2 separate regions of the Callithrix jacchus genome follow, and region 2 is linked to region 1. The links are chromatin contacts, called in public Hi-C maps. All regions are on one chromosome and are shown on one strand. The core of a region is the stretch at or near the end of the contact, and the rest is flanking DNA. Distances in the headings are between cores, read along the strand shown.

The links. A called contact is a pair of places that touch in the nucleus more often than the background predicts.
Region 2: a contact with region 1 is called in a Hi-C map of skeletal muscle, with 3 times the contacts expected there. The contact joins the promoter of BMPR2 here to the enhancer-like site in region 1. A contact is called at or near these places in 2 of 3 Hi-C or Micro-C datasets (both in skeletal muscle).

What each region holds. Positions count from the first base shown.
Region 1 is chr6:123,476,120-123,479,619 of calJac240_pri, forward strand. All of the region lies in intron 12 of NOP58 (NOP58 ribonucleoprotein), which reads left to right. Among named protein-coding and RNA genes, the nearest start is that of NOP58, 42 kb to the left of the region's middle. Within about 2 kb of position 1,517, at least 1 of the 16 cell types and tissues checked has an H3K27ac peak or open chromatin away from gene starts, as enhancers often do. A contact at or near this core is called in skeletal muscle, where this site is marked.
Region 2 is chr6:123,539,683-123,543,007 of calJac240_pri, forward strand. It overlaps BMPR2 (bone morphogenetic protein receptor type 2), which reads left to right and starts at 2,061. Exons shown (of 13, transcript XM_035305333.3): 1 at 2,061-3,256. The coding sequence starts at 3,181.

The sequences.
Region 1 (3,500 bases), core at 267-2,766:
ATTACAGGCACGCGCCACTATGCCCAGCTAATTTTTTGTATTTTTAGTAGAGGCGTGGTTTCACCATGTTGACCAGGATGGTCTGGATCTCTTGATCTAGTGATCCACCCGCCTCGGCCTCCCAAAGCAGAGAACTTTTTAAACGGTAAGTTTCTGATTTAGTAGGTATAGGGTAGGGCCCAAGACTTTCCATTTGTTAGAGATTCCAGTTGATGGTTGGGGACATCTGGACCACTGTACTGCAAGGACTTCCGTCTATTACCTTGCTTACTCTTATGGTTCTCCAAACCAAAACCTGACTTGCTGGTCAAGAAGTCTAGCCTGTGCATTTTGGCAACATGAAAAGCACTAGAAAACCAGCATCCCAGGCCTCAGTTGTGCTGTTGCACTATGGGTAATTGAAGAGCCCCGGAAGGCTAGACCTCAGGTAAATACTACTCCTACATAGATAATGCAAGGTTGACTAGGTACAAGAAATACAATTATTAGCATTGTTTGCTGGCTATAATAATTTGCTTTTGAAGGGACGAATTTAATTGCTGATACTGCAAGTGTTCTATGTATATTTAGTATTACATAAAAGGGAAAAATCTTAGTGATTTTTTTTTCTTTTTTTGAGATGGAGTTTTGCTATTGTTGCCCAGGCTGGAGTGCAATGGGATGATCTCGGCTCACCACAACCTCCGCCTCTGGGTTCAGGTGATTCTCCTGCCTCAGCCTCTGAGTAGCTGGGATTACAGGCATGTGCTGCCACGCCCGGCCACTTTGGCTGAAATTTTAAGGAGTCTGATATGACTAGTTGAAAGAAAATTATCAATTTAGCATTATTTTTATTTATACTAGACTCACCATGGTTTCATATTCAAGTGTATTCTATTTAGTATTTTTGAGTACTTCCAGATTGTTTTTTTATAGACTGCAGTGAATGCCTTTGTACATTATTTTCATGTATTTGCATTTCCATAGGATAACTTTTAGATGTAGAATTACTACGTCAAAGGGGATATAGTGTAAAATAATGTCAGTTTGCCTCCCAAAGAATGCCGTAATTTACACTCCAACAAAGCATTAAGAGAAAACTCCTATGTGAGGAACTGTCTCATAGTCATCTTTTTATTTAGCATCTATCCCAGTCCCCTGCTCACTAGCACAGTTTTTCATACAGCAGCAAACAATGTTTTAAATTATTAACTTGAACCAAGTGGCTTTAAACCTGGGTAATTTTCCCCTTACAAACCAAGATGAATGAAAAGGTTTCGTTTATCGGTACAACATTGAAATCATCTTCAGGATTATACACTCCCACCTGTCCTTGTGCTGCTAACCCAAAGGGTATGGTGTGAGCCACCACATCCAGCCTTGGAACATTTGGTAGCCTGAAAGTACTGGAATCTTGTCATTTGAAAAAATGAATAGTTTGAATCTAGCAATGAGTTGTGCTTGCTACCCCTGTGGAGACAGGTTGGAATAGCAGCTCACTGGAGGTTTCTCACAAAGCCTGGGACCCACGGCTGGTATTTGCTACTTTGGTTTACACCAAGTCCTGGCAAGCCACCAAACAATAGCTTTGGAAGTGGCTGCCTGGAAATTCCTGGCCTACAGTACTGAGAGGACCACTAGTACTCAACTGGTCAAGACGTCCGTTTGCATACCAACTCCTATGTCATAGCAGCAAATGCTGCCTTCAAAGTTTGAAGATAAACTATAATTAGTATAGCTATGAATGCATCCTGTATAAAAGTAACCAAAGGTGAACAAACTCATAACAACTACAGCCCTTGATTACTCAGGCTGTCACAGTACTTGAGAGCTAATGGCTGTAAATGAGACAACAGGGAGCATGACATCACATTTATCAAACATTTGATCTGTTTGTCAGGGAAATAGGAGATTTTAGAATTAAAAGGAATCCAGGAGGTCACTTATATACAATGAAGACTCAGACCCAGAGAGACCTGGTGTATTCCAAAGACATTAGCCTGCTCTTTTCTCTTAGGAACAGAAGGCAATTTTTTTTTTTTAATGAAAAGCTTACACATTTAATTCAGCTTTTAGGTTGCTCTACCTTCCACTTTACAGGAAAACTATCATAGGAAGCAATCAGATCCAAAATGTGCAACGTTAAAGTTGAATAAGAATATAGGGGAGCAGGGTGGTCACGCTGGCTTACATACATAATCCCAGCACTTTGGGAGGCTGAGACAGCCTGGCCAACATGGTGAAACCCCGTGTCTACTAAAAATACAAAAATTAGCAGCGTGTGGTAGCACATGCCTGTATTCCCAGCTACTCAGGAGGCTGAAGCGGGAGAATCACTTGAACCTGGGAAGCAGAGGTTGCAGTGAGCCTAAACTGTGCCATTGCATTCCAGCCTGGGCGACGGAGCAAGATCCATCTCAAAAAAAAAGTTGAATGCGATGTGTGAACCTTGATGTATCCTGATTTCAAAACATGAAGGACATAAAAGATATTCTGGGAACAGTTAGAGAATTTCCAATATGAACTGGATATTACATGATTTTAGGGAATTATAATTACTTTTAGATGTGATAAGGCTACTGGGGTTATGAGGATAATGTCCTTCGTTTTTAAAGATGCATGCTGTTGGGAGGAAGTATCCTGATGTCTATAATTTGTTTTGCAGTGCTTCAGCAGAAATTATAAATAGAAATAGATGAAGCAAATACAGCAAAATGTTAGCAATTGTTGAAATATGGGTGGTGGTGGGTATGTGAACGTTCATCATACTATTTTCTCCCTTTTTATTCTTGAAAGCTTGAAGTGATCATAATAGAAAGTCCTAATTTTTAAAGCAGAAACATGCTATTTATTTTGCTTTAATTCTGAGTTATTTCTCTCTGAAAACTTCCAAGATCCTTACAGCATTCTTGGCCAGCAAGTATTTGGGACACCCAGTATGGGCCAGGTACTTGTGAGCAGGGAGAGCTCAAGGAAAAAGATGCAGTAGCTGTTGACCTCAGAGTTGACAAAGTGAACCTCAGACCTCAAATGCTCCTTCTGAAGAAGGCATGTTCCCATTGAAATCAGTGACTGGGGAAGGGGGAATGCAGGGAAGCAGCGGTTAGAGATCGCCATAGAAGATGAGAATTATGGAAATTAAGAAGGCAGAAGCTGTGAAGTTGAATTTAGTTTATTAAAGAGAAACTGGACCTTGTGTGGTGGCTCACGCCTGTAATCCCAGCACTTTGGGAGGCTCGAGGCAGGTGGATCATGAGGTCAGGAGATTGAGACCATCCTGGCTAACACAGTGAAACCCCGTCTCTATTAAAAATACAAAAAATTAGCCAGGTGTGGTGGCACGCAGCTGTAGTCCCAGCTACTCGGGAGGCTGAGGCAGGAGACTAGCTTGAGCCCGGGAGGCGGAGGGTGCAGTGAGCCAAGATTGAGCCACTGCACTCCAGCCTAGGTAACAGACCAAGACTCCATCTCAAAAAAAAAAAAAAAAAAAGCATTCCTCTCCCTTTCTCTATTAACCATGA
Region 2 (3,325 bases), core at 811-3,310, 64 kb after region 1:
GGGAGGATCACCTGAGGTCAGGAGTTTGAGACCAGCCTGGCCAAAGTGGTGAAACCCCATCTCTACTAAAAATATGAAAATTAGGCCGTGCGCCGTGGCTCACGCCTGTAATCCAAGCGCTTTGGAGGCCAAGGTGGGCGGATCACCTGAGGTCGGGAGTTCAAGACCAGCCTGACCCATGGTGAAACCCCATCTTTATATTAAAAAAAAAATACAAAAATTAGCCCGGTGTGGTGGTGGGCACCTGTGATCCCAGCTACTCGGGAGGCTGAGGCTGGAGAATCACTTGGACCTGGGAGGCGGAGGTTGCAGTGAGCCGAGATCCCACCACTGCACTCTAGCCTGGGTGACAGAGCAAGACTCCGTCGCCAAAAAATAATAATAATAAATAAGTAATACATAAATAAATAAAGCTAATGAATCAAAGCATATGCTCCTTGTCTTTTTTAAGGGATTTTGCTATGTAGAACTTTTCTTTGCCTAAAGGGTAAACAGTACAAACATATTTCAATTAAAAAGAGTTTTAGAATCCGGGGCTGGTATTGCTACAACCCCTAATTATGGAAGATGTTTAGTATGATAACAGAAACCAGTTTAAGGAATGTGGAGATTTATTTACATCAAATTCAGATAAAGAGATAAAAGTAGACTTGAAGAAGCAAGCAGAACATGACTTAAGGAGTCTATCTATGACTGTATCTGTGCCCTTGGCCACAATGAAAGACCAGCAAAACCAGCCTTCAGAATAACCGTACTGTCTGGTGGGAGATGGGAAGGCCAGACTTTACCCCTCTAGACCGCCGATCGCCCTCCTACGCGCATTTTCCACCTCGCAGCTAAGAATTCAACCCAGACTTCCGATCATGGCGCCATGTACGTCACCTTCTCCCCTCTCCGCCGGCAAAATCCCACCCACGTCGGCTGACCCCGCAGCGGGGTATAAGGGCGGGATGAATCCCCTCCCCTATCCTGGTCGCTAGTACAAACCAGATCGAAAAAACGCACTACACAAATCCTTGGAAATTGGGGTACCAATGGGACCTTCTCAATTCCTTGAGTGCAAAATGATCCCACTCTATCGTGACACAATTCTAGCTCAATTTTCCTTTCACGTGCCCTAAAAAGCCCTCAGGGTCCCCAGCCTTAGTGAATCCAGGCCCTGTCTCAGGTGGGCATCGCGCTGTACCGACAGGCTCGCGCACGCAGCGGGACGATTTACAGAATTAAGTCTTCTTTTTGTTTGTTTTCTGGCTTCGCATCCTTGCAAATATTCAATATTCCTGTCAGCTAAGGCTAAGGGAATGGGCGGTTGAGGCAAGCAGGACGTCGATTACAGCAAACACATCAATTTAGGGGTGGTCTTTCCAATTCCGGCTTTTGTTTGAGTCAGAGGGGAGCCTGAGGAGGCCAAGGTCTCCGGTTCTGGGAAAGGCGGGTCCATCCGGATTCTCTGGGCTGCGGAGAGGGAGGCACCAGCCCAGTGAAACAACAGAGGGCAGTTCTGTCCCTCAAGGCTTTCCTCCGAGAGTCCTGGGGAGACCAAGACGCCTCTGTCGGAAGAATTCCCGGAGCTCGGAAGTCTGCCGAACACTGGACAAAAAGATGTGGCCACCCTCTCTTAAACACACACGCGAATCCCAAGCCATGCACATTTGGAAGGCGTGTGTGTGTGTGTGTGTGTGTGTGAGAGAGCGAGAGACAGAGAGAGAGGCACACAGAGAGAGAAAGAGATAGAGATAGAGAGAGAGAAAGAGAGAGAGGCCACCGCTGCCCACCGCTGCCCCACCCAGCCCTCGGCCATTCAGGGGAGAGGCCCGAGGAGTTAGGGCCTCGGAGCCCTCAGCCAGCCCGGACGAGGGGCGGGGCCGGGCGGGGCCGTGAGCGCGCAGACTCAGTGCGGGCTTCATCGCGCCGCCAGCGCCGCCGTCGCCGCCCGCGCTGCACCACAGGCCAGAGACAGACTGGGCCGGGAAGAGCTGGAGACTGAGGAGGAGGCGGGGGCGGCGGCGGAGGCGGGGCGACTCCGGTGACCGGGAGCGCCGCAGACTGGCAGCTGCGGCGACTCCCCCCTTTGTGTCTGGTCTGCTCGGAGCCACTGGAAGTGCTTCCCGGAGGGGCGCAGGGTGTCTCGCTTCCTTGCTGCTCACCCTCTTCCCCGGCTACCTTTCTCCGCCCTCCCGCCGCCCCCCGCCCTCGGCCCGCGACGCCCGAGCTCCGCCCGGAGCCCAGAGCTGCGGGAGAACGAGGCGGCGGCGGCGGCGGCGGCGGCTTCCTCGGGTGGTTGTGATTCTCTCACAGGAGCCATTGACTGCAGAAGACAAGGCTTTCCTGGTGGAATTTACCTCAGGCAAGATCGGGCAGCCGGGATAAAAACCTAGGAAGGGAAGGGAGCACCGCCGGGAGGGCCAGAAGGGGCAACCGCTCGCACCCCCTCCGCTCGCCGTCTCGGGGAGCTCCGGCACGGGCCGCGACCCCTCCCCTCCCCCGCTCCACCTCCCTTCAGCCCTCGCCAGGGCTTCGCCGACCCTCGCACGATTGTTCCGCAAAGGCGTGGGGACTGTGAGCTTGTCCATGGAGGCAGGCACTTTTTTCGATCCAGTCGAGGAAGAGGATTTGTTCTCGAAATCACAGTGAGGGAAGCACCGAAGCGAAACTTAAGGAATCCTGCCTTCCTGGAGCCTCTGGCGATGCGACTTGGGCCGCCGGGCGCCGCCGCCGCCGCCGCCCGCCCGGCTTCGCCCTTCCCGGCAGTCGGGAACTAGTTCTGAACTCGTCCCCGGGCCCCGGATCTATCTCCGTCCTCCGCACCCTGGATATGTTTTCTCCCAGACCTGGATATTTTTTTGATATCGTGAAACTACGAGGGAAATAACTTGGGTGATTTCTTCTTGGATCCCTGCTTTCCCCACGGATATGCCTTCACTTTGGATGGCTGCAGCACCCCGTCCGAGGCGAAGGAACCCCCCCCAGCCGCGAGGGAGAGAAATGAAGGGAATTTCTGCAGCGGCATGAAAGCTCTGAGCTAGGTCCTCTCATCTGCCATTTGTCCTTTCAAACTGCATTGTGATACGGGCACGATCAGTCCACGGGAGAGGAGACGAACCTCCCGGCTGTTTGTCCGCCGGTATCCACTTCCCGCATTTCTTTTCTTTGCCCTCCTGCTTCTTGGCTGGCCCAGGGATGACTTCCTCGTTGCAGCGGCCCTGGCGGGTGCCCTGGCTACCATGGACCATCCTGCTGGTCAGCGCTGCGGCGGGTGAGTAGCCCCAGCCGGCGCGTCCCGGCCACTTCCCCTGCGGGTGGCGAGGGAGGGAGCCCGAAGAGG